3 separate regions of the Mus musculus genome follow, and regions 2 and 3 are each linked to region 1. A link is a contact called in public Hi-C data. All regions are on one chromosome and are shown on one strand. Each heading gives the region's core, a stretch centred on a gene start, on an enhancer-like site or on the middle of the called end of the contact. The rest is flanking DNA. Distances are from core to core; before and after follow the strand shown.

Region 1 (5,115 bases), core at 933-3,432:
ATCCAAAGTATCAACAGACATTTGTAGAGGGAAAAACAAACAAATAAAACCAAAAACAAACAAAAAACAAAAAGCCAAAAAGCTGCATAAGGATCAGGAAAGAAGAAGAAAAAGACAGAGAAAGAAGAGAAGAAAGTTGAGTAGAGGAAAGATATGAAGATGCAGGGACCCTGATGGCTAAGCTTTTAAATTATTACTCAGGCCCTGGAGTTGTGCACAGTTCTCATTAAATTCAATAGTAATAATTGGACTAAATCCCTTCTTAAAAATAGCAGGAAACAATATTCTGAACTTAAAACAAATTTATGGCCTCTGTGAGCAAATGCCAGCTGTGCTGCTGAAAGGATCTTGCCTGCAGTTGGGTCATTAAGCACAGGATGTGAGCAAGGATTTAATTTTCAAGTCGAGGTTCCTATCTAGTATGATCACTGCTTGGTTATCAGCTGGTCCTAAAGTCCAAGCAAGAGGGATATGGAAGCCCACACAATCATAAGTCACCAACATACTGTGAGCTGCTGTGAGGATGTGGAAAGACCCTCAGAGGGTCAAAGTCCTTTGTAAAGAGAACTGCATTAAACAGAGGGGTCTGTCCAAGCATGAATACCCTTTTATGCCTCTAATGACAGCAACCTAGGCAGTATATGGATATTGTATTCCTGCTGAGTTTCTTGTATTGATCAGAATCCTCAAGATAAATTTCTCTCCTCTATGTGTGTGTGTGTGTATGCACATGTTCATGTATGTGTGTATATCTATGTGTAAGTCAGAGGTCAATTTCAAATGTTATTCTTCAGGCACCATCCATCTTGTGTTTTGTGATTGGCTCTCACTGGGGCCTGGAACTTGCCATGTAGGCCAAGCCTGCTAGTCAGTGAGCCATGGCGATCTGCCTGTCTCTATCTCTGAGCATGCTCCATATACTCTGCTTTTGTGTGGATTCTGATGATGGAACTCAGGAATTCATGCTTGCACAGCAGGGGTAAGTGCTTGCATACACTTACTGAGATACCCACTCAGTTCTTAAAACAGAATCTTAAGATTTTGCTTAGTTTGTAACTGCTCAGGTAAACAGAATTTTGATGAAGACATAGGGTCTGTCTGAGGCCATCTGTGAAGTGTGAGAGGCCTGTAATGCATCAAGTTTTAGGTGTGGTCAGCCTCACCTTGAGCTAGACCTCTGTCTGGAAGCACATTCCATCTCTGTGAGGCCCATGCAGTGACCTAACCAGAAGGTTGCAGTGAACAGATAGCTTTTAAAGGTCAACAGTTCATGACCCTCCAGTGAGGAGCTGAAGACCAGATTTATAACTCAGACAATGGAATAAACAGGAAACCATATAGACATTGTCTATCTCTATGATCAGCCAGGCTGTTAGAACCAGTCTTTGTCTAGATGGTGGTAGTAACAAATCTTATGGATTCATGCGCTGTACACCTGCCCTCTGACTTTGGTGAATGCTAAGATTGGGCTGACAGCCCCTTGTTTATAAGACCTTCACAAGCATGACCAAGAGGTCCTGTTGAAAGCAAATGTGTTATCAAAACCTCTCCTGGTGTGGTCACCATGACTCTCACTTTCATGCTTTTTGAAGATAGCCATGCTCGTTTAATAGAGGAGATGAGAGACTAACGAAGCAGTAGAGAGACTACTTCAGGGTGCTTCTAATCACTTCTGGCAAGAAAAGAAACTAGATGAGCAACTAAAATGTACATGGCGTCATCACAACTTCATATACTCCCTTCATCCTCTTCTGATAGAGGGCCAAAGACAGTATATTGAGAGTCATAGTCCTACAGCTTCACCCCCACAGAGAAGCCCCATTTGCAGACCAGGGCCGTCCTCCTGGTAACAGACAGGGAAGAGTAAAATATCTGCAGACAGACACTGTGACTAAAGTCAAATTACAACAGGTATGAGCAGGAACACAGCATTTGGGGGATTTCCTTTGCCTAACGTCTGAGGGGTTTGGGATGCGGGAGCAAGCGTTTTGTCAGCTGAACTCCTGAAAACTGGGGGAAAGTTCCAAAGAAGTTTGTCTTACAGTTTAATTAGGTCAATGGTAACAGTGGCCTTTAAGGAAGCATGCTAATTAGGGAAGTCCTTTCTAGTCCTCTGTGAGGCAGTCAGTGTGGAGGAAACACCGATACACACCACACGGTCCATTAATAAATGACTGCAGAGGCCAAGGCTGAGTGAACTTCAATAAAGGAAATGGAAGAATCTGGGAAGCTGACCCTCTCACCTTCCTCTAATGATTAACTCTAAAGTATTTAAAAAAAAAAAAAAAACCTCTGGTTGCTTATACAACTGCTTCCCTTCATGTGAGTCTGTGGGGAAGAATGTCACAGAATACTAACAGAAAACAAAAGAGGGCAGCCTTTGATAACCCGCACGCACGGTTGGGCGGACAGAGTCCTTGGGTTTTCCTCTGAGCTAAAGGATAAGGGGGATGCTCCCAGGGTGTTTCTCAGCCCGGGCACAGTGTAAACCTTGGTTTCCTGAGCCAGTCTTGTGGTAAGTGCTGTTGTAAAACTGCCAACTCTGTGGCAGGCACAACAGACAAACTTTGCGCTTCTTGATTTTGCAGAATGGTGATGAAAATAAATAGTTAGGCTGTGGCTTGTGAGATTTCTTTCCTTCTTCTAGTTTGCAAACACAGGCCACATCAGAGCTGTGCTGTAATTAAACAAAGTATGTCTCTCAATTCCCTGGGGGGAGGGGGGTAGCTGGGACATGTCATTCAGCAATGACTGATGAGGAAGGGAACCCTGTTCATTGGGGCTTACTGGGTACCAAAAGCATGTGGCTTTTACAGCTTTGCTGTTCTCCTAGGCCTTTAGAGCAACTGAAGCCAGGAAGCTCAGTGATGCTATTTTGGTAAGTGGGATTGGAAGGGGTACATGGAATATAGACACATTAGATTTTGATACCTGATTGGATGGTGCTGTCTATAATGGTTGGCTTCTCTGTGGCCAGGACAGTGGTGCCTCCTGAAAAATAAGAGCAGCGGCATACCAAAATAAGAAAACAGAGGCAGTGTGCAACAATGTTTCAAGCTCACATCTCTAGACATTTCTCACAGAAAACTCTTACTTTAGTTCCTTCCAGGACCAATCACATTTGACTGAATCTTAGTCTATCTAATTCAAACAACATTACCATAAGATTGTTTTAATTTTATGCATGCTATGTTTTGTGTATGTTTACATGTGTGTGAAGATTTGCATTAAGTGTGCAGGAGCATGTGCATGTGGATGTTAGAAGATAATCTGCGGTGTCATGTCAGAAATATCACTTGGCTCCTTTGAAACAGGGTTACACAAGTAGGCTAGATTGGCTGGCTAGTGAGTCCCAGGGACCCATTATCTACCTACAAGCTTGTACTATACTCAGCTTTGTGTGTGTGTGTGTGTGTGTGTGTGTGTGTGTGTGTGTGTGTGTGTATTCTAGGGGCTGACTTCAGGTCCTTAGGCTTGACAGGAAGCCCCTTATCAACTGATCCATAGTCCCAACTCTAACAGCTTTACTTAAAAAAAAAAAAAACCTTACACATTTGCTTTACAATTTTTTAAATGAACAAATAAAGATTTTCTCTATGTTGTACAATATCACACATACACACTAATGTGCTAATTAGCAAATGCATTACCTGCACCTCTCTTCTTTACTGGTTATGGTAGTGAAAACTCTCATAGTGATTTTCAAGTATGCCTTATATCCTAGCATGTTTTATCATAAAGCATCCAGAAGGCATGAGGAGTTGGGGACTTTATGCTAGGGCTAAATGCAGCATTCTGTTTCAACAGTGAAATGCCAGGGCTCTACCCTTCTCACTGACTTAAGTATTAAACTTGACCTATACCTTGAAGCATCCAATAGTTTCTAGAGTTTGAAAAGTGTGCCTTCAGGGAAGTCATGAGGTCAGTCCCCATGAGGTATTTTTAAAACTGAAGGTTTAAAATGGATGGCCATGGTTCTTCCTGCTTCATTCTTTCCTATGGCATAGCTGTTTATTTTTTTCCAAGAACAAATATTCTGCTCAGAATGTTTTGGAGAAGTGGTGGAAGGTATCTGAAGGCAAAGGGGATAAACACTTTGTCCCAATCCCAAGGGACTTGAGGATTGAACGGTAATTATGTGAATTCTTTCAGCTTTGATTCAGCCTGGGACTTCCTTGGGAATCTCTGTCAGGGGATGGGTTGTAGTCTTTTACAGACTTTAACTTTCTTCTGCGTGGTTGTTCTGCCTTCCCCACTCACCATCAGTCTAGGCTGTTCTAAGTAGTGTTCTCTCACTCTGTGTGTGTGTGGTTCTTGCATATGAGGATACATTCATATCTATACACGTGTGTCAGTGTGTCCATGAATGTGTGTGATACAATATACAGAAGCAACAGGTTAATCTCAGATGTCAATATTATCTTGAGTCATTTCCTTAGAGATGGGGTCTGTATCTAAGACCTGGAGTTTGCTGGTTAGGCTAGGCTGGCTAGCCATCAAGCCCGAGGGACCCTCCTATCTCTGCACCCCCAGTGTTGGGATTATAAACACATGGCACTATAACTCATTCTTGGGAAGCAAGGGCTCTACTAAGTCCTGCCAGGTCCCTAAACAGTGTTCTCAAACTTGCCACAAGAATAACCTTGATTAGTCATTTTAATTTCCTACTTATCCCCTCGGGGACCTCAGTGGGAACAGAATCTCTGGGAGAAAAGGCCTTGAAATAAATTATTTTCCAGAGCTTCTCAGATGAGTCTTTGACTCACTGGGTGTGGGAAACAATGCTGTGCTGCTTTTTATTTAGGGGCTTAAGGGAACCATTCTTCTCTAGTGTATCTGCACAGATTCTGGTGCAGGTAATGGGTCTTCTGTGTTACTGTGCATAGATAGATAGATAGATAGATAGATAGATAGATAGATAGATAGATAGATAGATAGATAGATAGATAGATATGGTGTGGAAACCAGGGGTCAGCATCTTTTGCAGTGTCTTTTTCAATTGATCTCCACATTACCTTAAATTATGTATATTTTAAATGAACTGGTGTCTCTCTCTCTCTCTCCTCCCATCTCTCTCTCTCTCTCTCTCTCTCTCTCTCTCTCTCTCTTTCTGTG
Region 2 (5,115 bases), core at 724-3,223, 460 kb after region 1:
ATACACATGCACTCGCACACACACTGATTTATTGTAATAAAATTTTCTTTTACAGGGACATGGTATTAACATCTATCCTACTTAGGTTTTATTGTTAACTTATACAATCAAGAGTCACCTGGGAAAAGGGAGTCTCAATTAAGGAGTTGTCTAGATCACATTGGCCTGTGGCCATGTCTGTGGGAGATTGTCTTGACTATTGATTGATGTGGGAGGGCCCAGTCTACTGTGAGAGGTGCCACCCCTGAGAAAGTGGTCCTGGTTGTATGAGAAAGTAGGCTGGGCATGAGCTAGAGGGAGCAAGGCATTAAACAGTGTTTCTCCATGAACTCTTCCAATTCCTGCTGGATTTCCTGCCCTGACTTCCCCAGTGATAGATAGTGACCTGGAAGTGTAAAATTAAAACAAAACAAAACAACAACAACAAAAAAAACAGAACAAAATAACAAAAAACAACTTTTTTCCTGTCCAAATCCTTTTGCTCAGAGTGATTTATCCCAGCAGCAGAGAAACTCACTAAAGCAGCATGTAACCTCTGCACATCTTCTGTGTATTTAAATCTCAAAGTGACTGAGAGCAGCCAATTTAGCATGCATGCCTTGTTTCCATACTGCTGTATTGCTTATGCAATCAGCAAAGGAATATAATTCAGGACAGACACGATTGTTTCTTCAAATATTCTTAGCCTAGCTTGATTGGTTCCACAGAAGGGAACACAAGTCTATGAAGGGCAGGCTGGACTCACAGTGATATGGAATAGCGGCCATTTACTGAGAAATTATCAGATCAGGATTATGTGAGTAAGATGCCAGGTACTGTGAATATATTTTGAAGTAGATTTTTTTAAAATTCAAAATAAGATAAGGTAACCTTGACCAAATAAAATTAATATCCTATACCATTCATTCATTCATTTATTTAATTCAGTTTTTGAGATAGGCTGTCACTGTGTAGCCCAGGCTAACTTGGAACTTATTTTTGAAAACTCATTTTGATGTGTATGTATATATGTATGCATGCATCATGTGTGTATGTATATATGTATGTATGTATGTATGTATGTGTATATCTGTGTTTGTATATACCCAAGTAAATGTGTCTGTGTACCTGTGTGTGCACATATGTAAAGGCCAGAGGTCAACATCAGGTAAAGTTCTTAAGTACTCTTTATTGTTTAATTTTTATCTTATGTGTATGTGTGTGTGTGTGTCTTCAAGTCTGTACATGAAACACATGATGTGTATAGGGATCCTTAGAGACCAGTATTGAGTATCAGATCCCATGGAACTGGTGTTATAGATGGTTGTGAGCCATCTGATGTGAGTGCAAGTAATAGCAGGTTCTCCGCAAGAGCAGCAAGCTCTCTTGACAGCAGAGACATTGCTTCAGCTCTTTGACCATCTATCTATCTATCTATCTATCTATCTATCTATCTATCTATCTATCTATTTCTTTATCTATGCATCATCTAAACCTAGAGCTTTCCAATTGGCTAGACCAGACATTTTCCTTCCTTAGTGAGACCTCTCTGGAAATATCCTCACAGACAAAGAGGAGCCCCAAGGACCCTCCTGTCCCAGTCCTGGGATTATGATAATGCTGGCCTCTGCCCTTATATCTTCCTCTTCCTCCTTTCCATCGCCTCCTATTCCTCTTCCTCCTGCTCCTTTTATTTTTATTTAATGTGGACACAAGGTTCTCATGCTTTCATAACACTCATTTTATCTCCTCAGCTCTGGCCTTAAACCCTTGGTCTTTCTCTGCATCACTGTGAAAATTGTCCCTGGATTATAAAACAATACCAAAGATCTCTTTTTCCTTCTGAGTGTGGACGGCCATAGGTCCTTCTGTACAGCAAGGGTCACAGTCTTCTAGATATAAGTCATTTTGGGTGCCTGGGCTGTGCATGAGGCAATGTCTTCCCTCCGTCCCCAAAGGTCTATGTGTGCAACCCTGTTGGAGAACTTTCACAAACATTTAACCCTGACCTTTACAGATCCACATTAAACAAACTGCTGTGCCCAGCCTTCTTTCTTGCTATTGTTGCCAGAGTCTGAGGTTTCCTCTGGAATCTAATGGAGTCTCACTCATTTCCTGTCCGGGGAGCTTTGGCATCCAGGGTGCAGACCCCTGGAGGCTGTAGAAGCTCTCAGCCCAGGGTCTGCTCTTCTTCTGGGTCTTTTACCCTATGTCAAGATCTCAGGCCCCTCCTGCCCAGTGACCCGAGTCACAAGAACCAATGTCTCTGGTTGGTGGCCATCTGGCCCTGTACCAGCCCTATGGATGGTTTGGCTTCCATTCCTCTCCAGTCCCCACACCCCTCCCTTCTCTGTGGCCCAGGAGGAAACATTTAGCTCCCAGCTGCTTGCAGCCTGGACTGGCTCTTCCAGCCCCTGCTCCGTGTTCTGGGTTCACTTGGAATGGCTCTGCTTTCCATTCCCAGGCCCTGTCCATGTGTTCTGTTTAAGACGGTGGCCCGCTGCCACGTTCTCTTTTGCTACATTTGAAATTATTTTAATTTGAAGTTGATGCAGTGCAGCTAATTCATTTCATTCTGCCAGCCACACAGTGTTCTCTCTCTCTCTCTCTCTCTCTCTCTCTCTCTCTCTCTCTGTGTGTGTGTGTGTGTGTGTGTATGTGTGTGTATCTCTGTGTGTTTATGTCTCTCTGTGTGTGTCTGTGTGTTGAAAGGAAAATTCCTTTCACATGGCCTTTGTCCCCAGAAATCTGAATATCTCTTTGTCTTGGCACTTCTCCCAGTAACACCATTTCATGCCCTTTTCTTTTGGCCTATTCTTAGGATATCAGGGTGGGGGCAGGGGAGTCTGGGTCTCTTATAATTCTGTTTCTCACATTGGCTACAAGAAGAAGGACCAGCCGCCCCCCCCCCCGCCCCCCCCCCCTGCCTTGGGCAGTCCATCCAGTCTTCCCTGGTAAGCACTCAGCTTTCCTTAGTCCCTTCTTCTGCTCCTTTTAGCCACTTTCCCCTAACTATAGGCAGCTGAGATCCCTGGAGAGCAAGCATCTCACCTTCAGGGTCAGCTCTTTGCAATGTGAGGTAGGGGGATAGAATTAGTTAACTCAGCAAGCATGCTGGCTTATGGGTATTCGTCATTCTGCATCATAGTCATTTTAGACACTAACCCTATCATTTTAATGTTTTGTTATTAAAAACTGTAATATTTTAACCCAGGAGAGTTAGTTATTTGAGAACTTTTATCCAAGATACTAGGGAAGGTCTGAGGCGACAGTAAAGTGCTTGCTCTGCAGACAGAAGTTGAGTTCAATCCATAGCAGCCAAATGTGAATAAAAAGCTGGATATGGTAGTGTGTGCTTGTGATCCCAGCACTAGAGAGAGACAAGAAGATCCTTCACACTCTTAGGCCAGTCAGTCTAGTCTAATCAGCAATTCTCACAAAGATTGTCTCAAAAAAAAAGCAAGGCATACAATACAGCACCCGAGGGGTCTTCTGGATCCTCCAAATCTGTCTGCTTCCATCCTGCCATGTGCACACACAAATATGAATGCACATAAAAGTTAGTAGGAAAACTTTTTTTTTTGGTCCTTTCCTTTGTCAGGGCAGCTTGCCTTTACATTTCTCTCACGCATGATGCCACCAGACCCAAGCAACAGTTCCTATGAGCTTGACCCTGATCCTGTCTCCTGGGTAGAATGTATTCTTGCTCTGTTGACCACAGACCCTTTTCTGGTAACACTGATGCTCATCTGAACAGTCTGGAAGATCAAATGAAAACTTAACTGTGGCTGTGGCTTTAATTTCTGAGATAGGGGCTCGAGCACACATTTCTTCCTTGTTCTTTGATTTTAACTGAGGTTTCCCTGAATCTTTGCTCTGGGTAGGGAGAAGCAGCAGAGGGAGCATGAAGGGCTGGGATTCCTTTCTGTGTTGTTTTTATGGATGACCCATTAGCTAACTTTTTTCCCTGACTCGTCCTTAGCTACAGAGTCCTCAAGGTCTCCCATGGTGTTCCCAGTAATTTCCTGGGAATCTCAAACAAGACTGTTGACTTTGTTTATGGTAAAGATGTCCTGATGTTCCAGCTAGGGGTCCTCATCAGGGTTCCTTCTCTCTGCTAAAGAATTCTGTTAAAAAAATTAAAAGGCAATAAAAATCTTGAGCACAACAGGTTACAGCCAGGGATATCATGAACACAGCAAACAGGAACACACAGAATCAGCAGCTGAAGAGAGGGTTTCATCAAGAGTGAGAAAACACACGCATGCAGCAGACACACACAGCACACGTGCGTGCACGAGTACACACACACAGACACACACACAGATACAAACACACACACACACACACACACACACAGAGAGAGAGAGAGAGAGAGAGAGAGAGAGAGAGAGAGAGAGAGAGAGGAGACTGCAAGAAGTAAAGGGGGACACAGGAAGCCAAAGCCCAGCTTCTCTCCTTGAGAACTGGGAGTTTTTTAAAGTCTCTAAAGAGTTTTCTTCCCTAATTTAGGGTTGGTCAGTTTAAAGAAGGACAGGATGGTTGATTAGCCCACAAGAGTTCTGTAAACACGTCCAGACCTGACCTTTAACTTGCTAATCCAACCCACCATCTGTGGAACAAGTAGACAAAAAACTGGGTAGGTTGAGCAGATTAAGAAACCCTGGTAGTTCTCATAATTGAGAATGGTAGGCATTCGAATTTGCTTCCAACCGCAACACCCAACATAAGGACTAGTCATGTAGCATAGAGCCTAGAGTTCTCCGTGCTAATGAGATACCTAGATAACCCACCCAAGAGTTTAGCCAAATAGCTTCCCTTTTCGGACATTCCTTCCTACAAAAGATATTTAATCTCTGGCCCACCCTGAGTAAGCTGTATGCACCATTTTCATCATGAATAAACAGTTTAGACAATCAAGACCTGTCTTTCTCATTTAGAATTGCCGGGGGTGGGGGGGGGGAGCCTTTGTTACTGCCTAAGTCTCCCACAGAAGATCCCTCGGACACTCAGCCCTGAACTAAGCTGGATTCCCCACCACAACCACCCCTGCCCCGGGCTCATCGCTGGCATGCAGAGGTCCGTTCCTAACTCCTCATGGTTCCCAGCCGTGTCCCGGGAGTTTGGAACCCCCTC
Region 3 (5,115 bases), core at 1,344-3,843, 400 kb after region 1:
GCCCACCCACTCCCCCTTTTTGGCCCTGGTATTCCCCTGTACTGGGGCATATAAAGTTTGCAAGTCCAATGGGCCTCTCTTTCCACTAATTATGTTTTAATTTTAAAACATTTCAAAAACCAAATTACAAGATTCTTTTTTAAGTTATAAATATTTGTTCATCAAAAGAACCACTCGTGAGAAGGAAAGACAGTGTGGGAAACACTGTCATCAATGTATGACAATATCAAGGGGCGCCTACTTGAGCAGATAATCAGTTATTCATGTAGTTATCTAGTTTTGGACAGAGGAGGTGCAAAGAGCAAGCATATATTACCTCACAGTTTCTGAGTGCTGATTGTCTCTGGCTTGGTTGTCTCATGGGATGCCGAGAGGACTATTGGGAGCTGTGTTCAATTCAGAGCCTTGTGCTCAAGGCTCTCATCTCTCCCATGTGGCTGTGGGAATCATAAGGTCTTGCTGGCTGCTGGCTGGAAACATCAGTTTCTTATAATGCATCCTTCCCCTTAGGACAGCTTAGAAAATGACAGGAGAAGGGAGTAGGGAGGAAGGAGAGAGAAAAGGAGGGAGGAAGGGAGGGAGGGAGGGGGAAAGGAGGGAGTAGGGAAATATGAACCATCAGTGGTGCTATCTCATCTCTTCTGCAGTGTTTTGTTCACCATAAGTAAATCCCTGGATTCTATTCACACTTCTGTGAGAGAAATTTCAAGGTGTGAACCCAGGAAGTGAGGTAATAGAGGCCATCTTAGCAGGTCATAGAAGCCATCTTGGTAATTGTCTACTTCACTGACAAATTAGTGAAAGACAGACTCTACCAGAGAAAAGTGGACAAGGAATTGAAAAAAAAAACATTTTTAAAAAGAAGATACATCAATTTTCTGTAATGATTTGTAGTTCAACCATATTTCTGGTCCTGATTCACCTGGATGTGACCAAGCACTAGCTATCATGCTTTCCCATAATGATACGTTATATCATTAAACTGTAAGCCAAAATAGCTGGGTTGCTTTTTGCCAGCATTGGGCCACAGCAATGAGAAATTTTATACAATGACCAGAGGGAAGGTGTGAAGGGAGCTCCTGGAAATAGAGTCAGAGGAAGAATATGAGGTCTAAAAAAGGAGAGAGGAGAGCAAGAGTGTTGAGTGGCCATATGCTGAAATTTCAAATATACTGTCATGTTGGCATTATGATGCAAAATACATATCTCCAGTCTATAGATCTGAAACAGCATCCTGCCTGAAGAGTGCCAACCCATTCAGCATCCAGTGCTGTGCATGGAATAAACATGAATAAAGAAAACATCTAACCAATAAATGTATGAGACAGTTTGAAGCCATACAAGGGCCACCGAGGTAGAGTTTAGGAAGAATTTGGTCGCTCACGCACTTTTGCAACTTCGTGGAAGTTTGGAGTGGAACTTCATGCCCATGCCATCTTATCCCAGTTTCAAACTTTCAATTCATCTTTAATCATAGAAATGAAGGGTCTCATGGAGACACTACACAGGTAAAAGATGAGTGATGAGAGGGTTTTCTATGTGTGAGGTAAGATGCTCTTGCCCTCAAGATCCCTAACTGACACATTTCAAATGCTCCCTCCATTCCCTGACATAATACTCATTTGGCTTTTTGTGCAATTTGAAGAGCCCTATTCTTTCACTTTTCTTTCTTCTTTCTTTCAGCTCAGCATTGAAGCATTATGAACAAACACAAGTGAAAAACAAACACAGTAGCTCTACTGAGTTCATTCAGGGGCAGTTAAGTGTTTGTAAGCATTCAGTCATAACATTCAAACATTCTGACAGTAAACAGCATACTGACTAAACATGTAAAGAGCAAGCCTTCAAAGGGTTTTCCAATGACCAGCACTAGCCCTTCCTAATATAGTCTCCTCTTCCGTAGTAAATGTCTCTGCTTAGTGGAGTCTCATTTGGTGTTCCACCTTTTTTTTCTTCCAAATTTGTAGGAAACTCGGCTTTAGAATTTACACTCTCTGTATGTTTCCATTGTTAAGACTAGAAACTATTAAGATGGCTGAGGAAAATGCTGCCCCCACCCCTGTATCAGTTAAGAAAGGCTGTCATGAGTACTTACTTTTGTTTAAGATTTGAAATTATTAGTTTTAAATCAGAATTAATATTTGGCATCCAGCAGTGAGCATTTATAGTTTAAAAGTAATCTGTCTCAGGAAAATACTAAATGGTGAAATAATGCATGCTTTGCCCTGTGTGCTGTACAGTACATCTAATGAATGGGTCTCAGGGTTGGACTCACATGGTGAAAAGTGGTGGGTCTTTCACAGACCGCCCTGTGACAATGCCTTGTTTTCTGTAATGTGTTCAATTCCAAACACATGGGTATCATTTTTGAAAATGAATTGTGAGGTTTTCACTGTATGAATTTATTTACTCTGTGTGTATGGGTGTTTGCATGTGTTATGTGAATGTGTGGGTGTGCAAGCTATAGCTTGCATATGGAAGTCAAAGGACAACTTGAGCAAATCAATTCTTTCCTTCCACCATGTTGACTTTGGGAGGATTGAACACTGTGCCTTTTCACTGAGAGGTCTTTGCCAGACCTGTGGGTGTTATTTTTGAAGCCAGCTTCATTGATTAGTAGATGTTGTGGAGCTACAGAGGCATATCTGTGAAGTATTCAGTTGGATGGGTCTTTTCTAGCAATTTCCTTTTTTTTTTTTTATCAAGAGAAAAATCGAAGCTATTTTCAATGCAAAAGCAAACTCTGAACAGCACCCACTAGAATTAGTAAAGCAACATTTCATCAGAAAATCACCTGCAAAATTTAGAGCACAATTTACAATTACTAATTGGTGTGTTAAATGGATGCATTCAGAAAGTAGCAAGGGGATGAGTCAATACTTCCAAAAGAACCTTAATTTCAGGATTTCCTGAGTGAGTGCTCCAAATTACCAGCCTACCTCCCCATTAGTGCCCGGGTTAGAGAAGTCAGCTCACCCAGACGTTTGTTGTGTGCATAATTTCAAAATGAATAAATACTACTTTGGAAATCACTCTGGTTCATTTTGCCAAAAGCAACACCCTTTCTGGGCACGCAGCCACTAGATAGTCACCCTACTTTCTTTGTGACTGTGAAACCCTGAAACATTGTTTGCAGATCTATCAAAGGACTCATCGAGTCAGAGGATGATCAGGGAGAATGCGTCAGCCATTAAAATGTAGAAAGGTGAGATCGAAATGGCAAAGATATACAGCTTTTATCTCAGTATGCTGCAAGTAGCTTTTCGATCTTCTACACTAAGAGTGGTATTCTACCATGGCTCAGTGCTCTGCCATGGGGAACACTCCTCTTCTTACCATCTCTCAGTTGTCCATGAATGTGTTTGTAAAGCAGCTGCTGTCCATTTTCAGCTTGTACCCACCCACTGGGCCAACTCATCCATACACAGACCTTGAACTTGAACTAGTGGGTGTAATTTGTAAACTACAGTGAGTGACACTGGGTGGGTGGAGGTGTTCTAACCCTGTTGTGATTTTATCCTAGATGTTTCATCTCCATCTTATGGTGGGAGATCCAACAGACTGCACTTTGTAACAGGAAGTTCTGAACTGTGCTTGGTACACCACAGTTAAATACCCAGTGGTGCCCTGAGACTTGGTCAAGGGATGTCACTATCTGCTGAGGGTGGTTCTCTAGAACCGAATCAGCCTGGATTGAGATTTACCTCTAGAGCTTGTCAGAGGGCCCAGTGCCTCTCCTTCTCCATTCTAACATACAAACAACAAAAAAAAATTCCCCCTAAATACTCATGTGCTAAAGGCTTGATCCCTAATGCAGCATGTTCAAAGATGATGGGATGGTTATTGAGTCATGGGGATTGGATTGGATCATCGGATTCATCTTTGATTGGTTCTTAATTGAATGGCACCATTGGGAGGAGGTAGAAACTGTTGAAGGTAGGGCTTAACTGGAGTAAGAAGGTCTTGAGGCATACCTTGGGGACACATCTTTGTCTTGATCCCAGCTAGGGATTCTCGTACTATATACCTTCTCAATTAGCTCCTCAAAAATTTAGTGCTTTGGAGATATAGCCTAGTTGGGTTCCCAGATACCACAAGGACCCAGGTACAGCAGTGCTCACTTGGAAACTCAATATCAGGGAAGCATAGACAAGTAGATCCCTGGGCTCACAGGCCAGCTAGTTAAGGCTAATAGGCAAGTCCAAGCCAGTGAAAGGTCATTTCTCAAAACAAGGTAGATGGCATTTGAGAAACAATAAAGAGCTAAGGTCCAATGATCTCTGCACACACACACACACGCACACGCACACACACACACACACACACACACACACACACACACACACTTGTCTCAGAGATCTTTGGACTGGTTCTCTCCCAATTTCCAATGTTCCTTCTTCTGACCTACTGAGAGGTCTGTGCTGTGTCCCTCCTGCCTCCTGCCTGCTCAGCATGATGCTGCTATGGCAGTGCCTGTGATTTGTGGTTGCCTGGACCTGTTTGGACTATATTATGACAGAGCAGGATCAACATAGCCCCAAGGAGAGTCTGTAAATGAATTTTCATCTTGCATGAACATGAAGTTTTCTGATCTTTATCCTAATTGTTATTAACGCGTTAATAACAATTGGTGCCGAAACCCGGGACGAGAAAAAACTCGGGACTGGCGCAAGGAAGATCCCTCATTCCAGAACCAGAACTGCGGGTCGCGGTAATAAAGGTTCCCGTAAAGCAGACTGTTAAGAAGGATTCAACTGTATGAATTCAGAACTTTTCAGCTGGGGAACGAGAGTACCAGTGAGTATAGCTTTACGAGGTAAGCCTGGCCTTGAACTTTCTAAGGAAATTCAAGACAGTCTATCAGAAGTAAAGTGGAAAATGGCTTTACAAGTTATGTTTGGCCTTGAATTTTTTCTAGTGTTAGAAGCCCTTTTGTTCCTTTTCACATGTTATCAAGTGGTTAAGGCAGGGCGGATTCTAGATGAAATTCAGGACAAGCTATCAGAAGTAAAGTGGGGAGAGAGAGTAGGAACAAAGAGGAAATATGGTACACAAAATAAGTATACAGGCCTTTCCAAGGGTCTTGAACCCGAGGAAAAGTTAAGGTTAGGTAGG

Evidence for each region. A called contact is a pair of places that touch in the nucleus more often than the background predicts.
Region 2: a Hi-C map of neural progenitor cells shows a contact between it and region 1, with 3 times the contacts expected there. The contact joins two enhancer-like sites. A contact is called at or near these places in 1 of 15 datasets of contacts at CTCF or cohesin (embryonic stem cells), 13 of 484 Hi-C or Micro-C datasets (CD4 T cells, the HL-1 cell line, the MC3T3-E1 cell line and 8 more), 1 of 115 datasets of contacts at active chromatin or transcription factors (neural progenitor cells) and 1 of 9 other capture datasets (embryonic stem cells).
Region 3: a Hi-C map of liver shows a contact between it and region 1, with 3 times the contacts expected there. The contact joins two enhancer-like sites. A contact is called at or near these places in 5 of 484 Hi-C or Micro-C datasets (the N1E-115 cell line, the Patski cell line, Th1 cells and 1 more).

What each region holds. Positions count from the first base shown.
Region 1 is chr8:128,485,773-128,490,887 of GRCm38.p6, reverse strand. It overlaps Nrp1 (neuropilin 1), which reads right to left. Exons shown (of 17, transcript NM_008737.2): 12 at 2,932-2,991. It overlaps Gm32643 (a long non-coding RNA gene), which reads left to right. Exons shown (of 7, transcript XR_003947627.1): 1 at 1-2,515. Among named protein-coding and RNA genes, the nearest start is that of Gm32643, 4.7 kb to the left of the region's middle. Within about 2 kb of position 2,182, at least 62 of the 459 cell types and tissues checked have an H3K27ac peak or open chromatin away from gene starts, as enhancers often do. A contact at or near this core is called in liver, neural progenitor cells and uterus, where this site is marked.
Region 2 is chr8:128,022,664-128,027,778 of GRCm38.p6, reverse strand. No RefSeq gene overlaps it. Among named protein-coding and RNA genes, the nearest start is that of Gm32590, 220 kb to the right of the region's middle. Within about 2 kb of position 1,973, at least 128 of the 459 cell types and tissues checked have an H3K27ac peak or open chromatin away from gene starts, as enhancers often do. A contact at or near this core is called in liver, neural progenitor cells and uterus, where this site is marked.
Region 3 is chr8:128,090,984-128,096,098 of GRCm38.p6, reverse strand. No RefSeq gene overlaps it. Among named protein-coding and RNA genes, the nearest start is that of Mir21c, 180 kb to the left of the region's middle. Within about 2 kb of position 2,593, at least 8 of the 459 cell types and tissues checked have an H3K27ac peak or open chromatin away from gene starts, as enhancers often do. A contact at or near this core is called in liver, where this site is marked.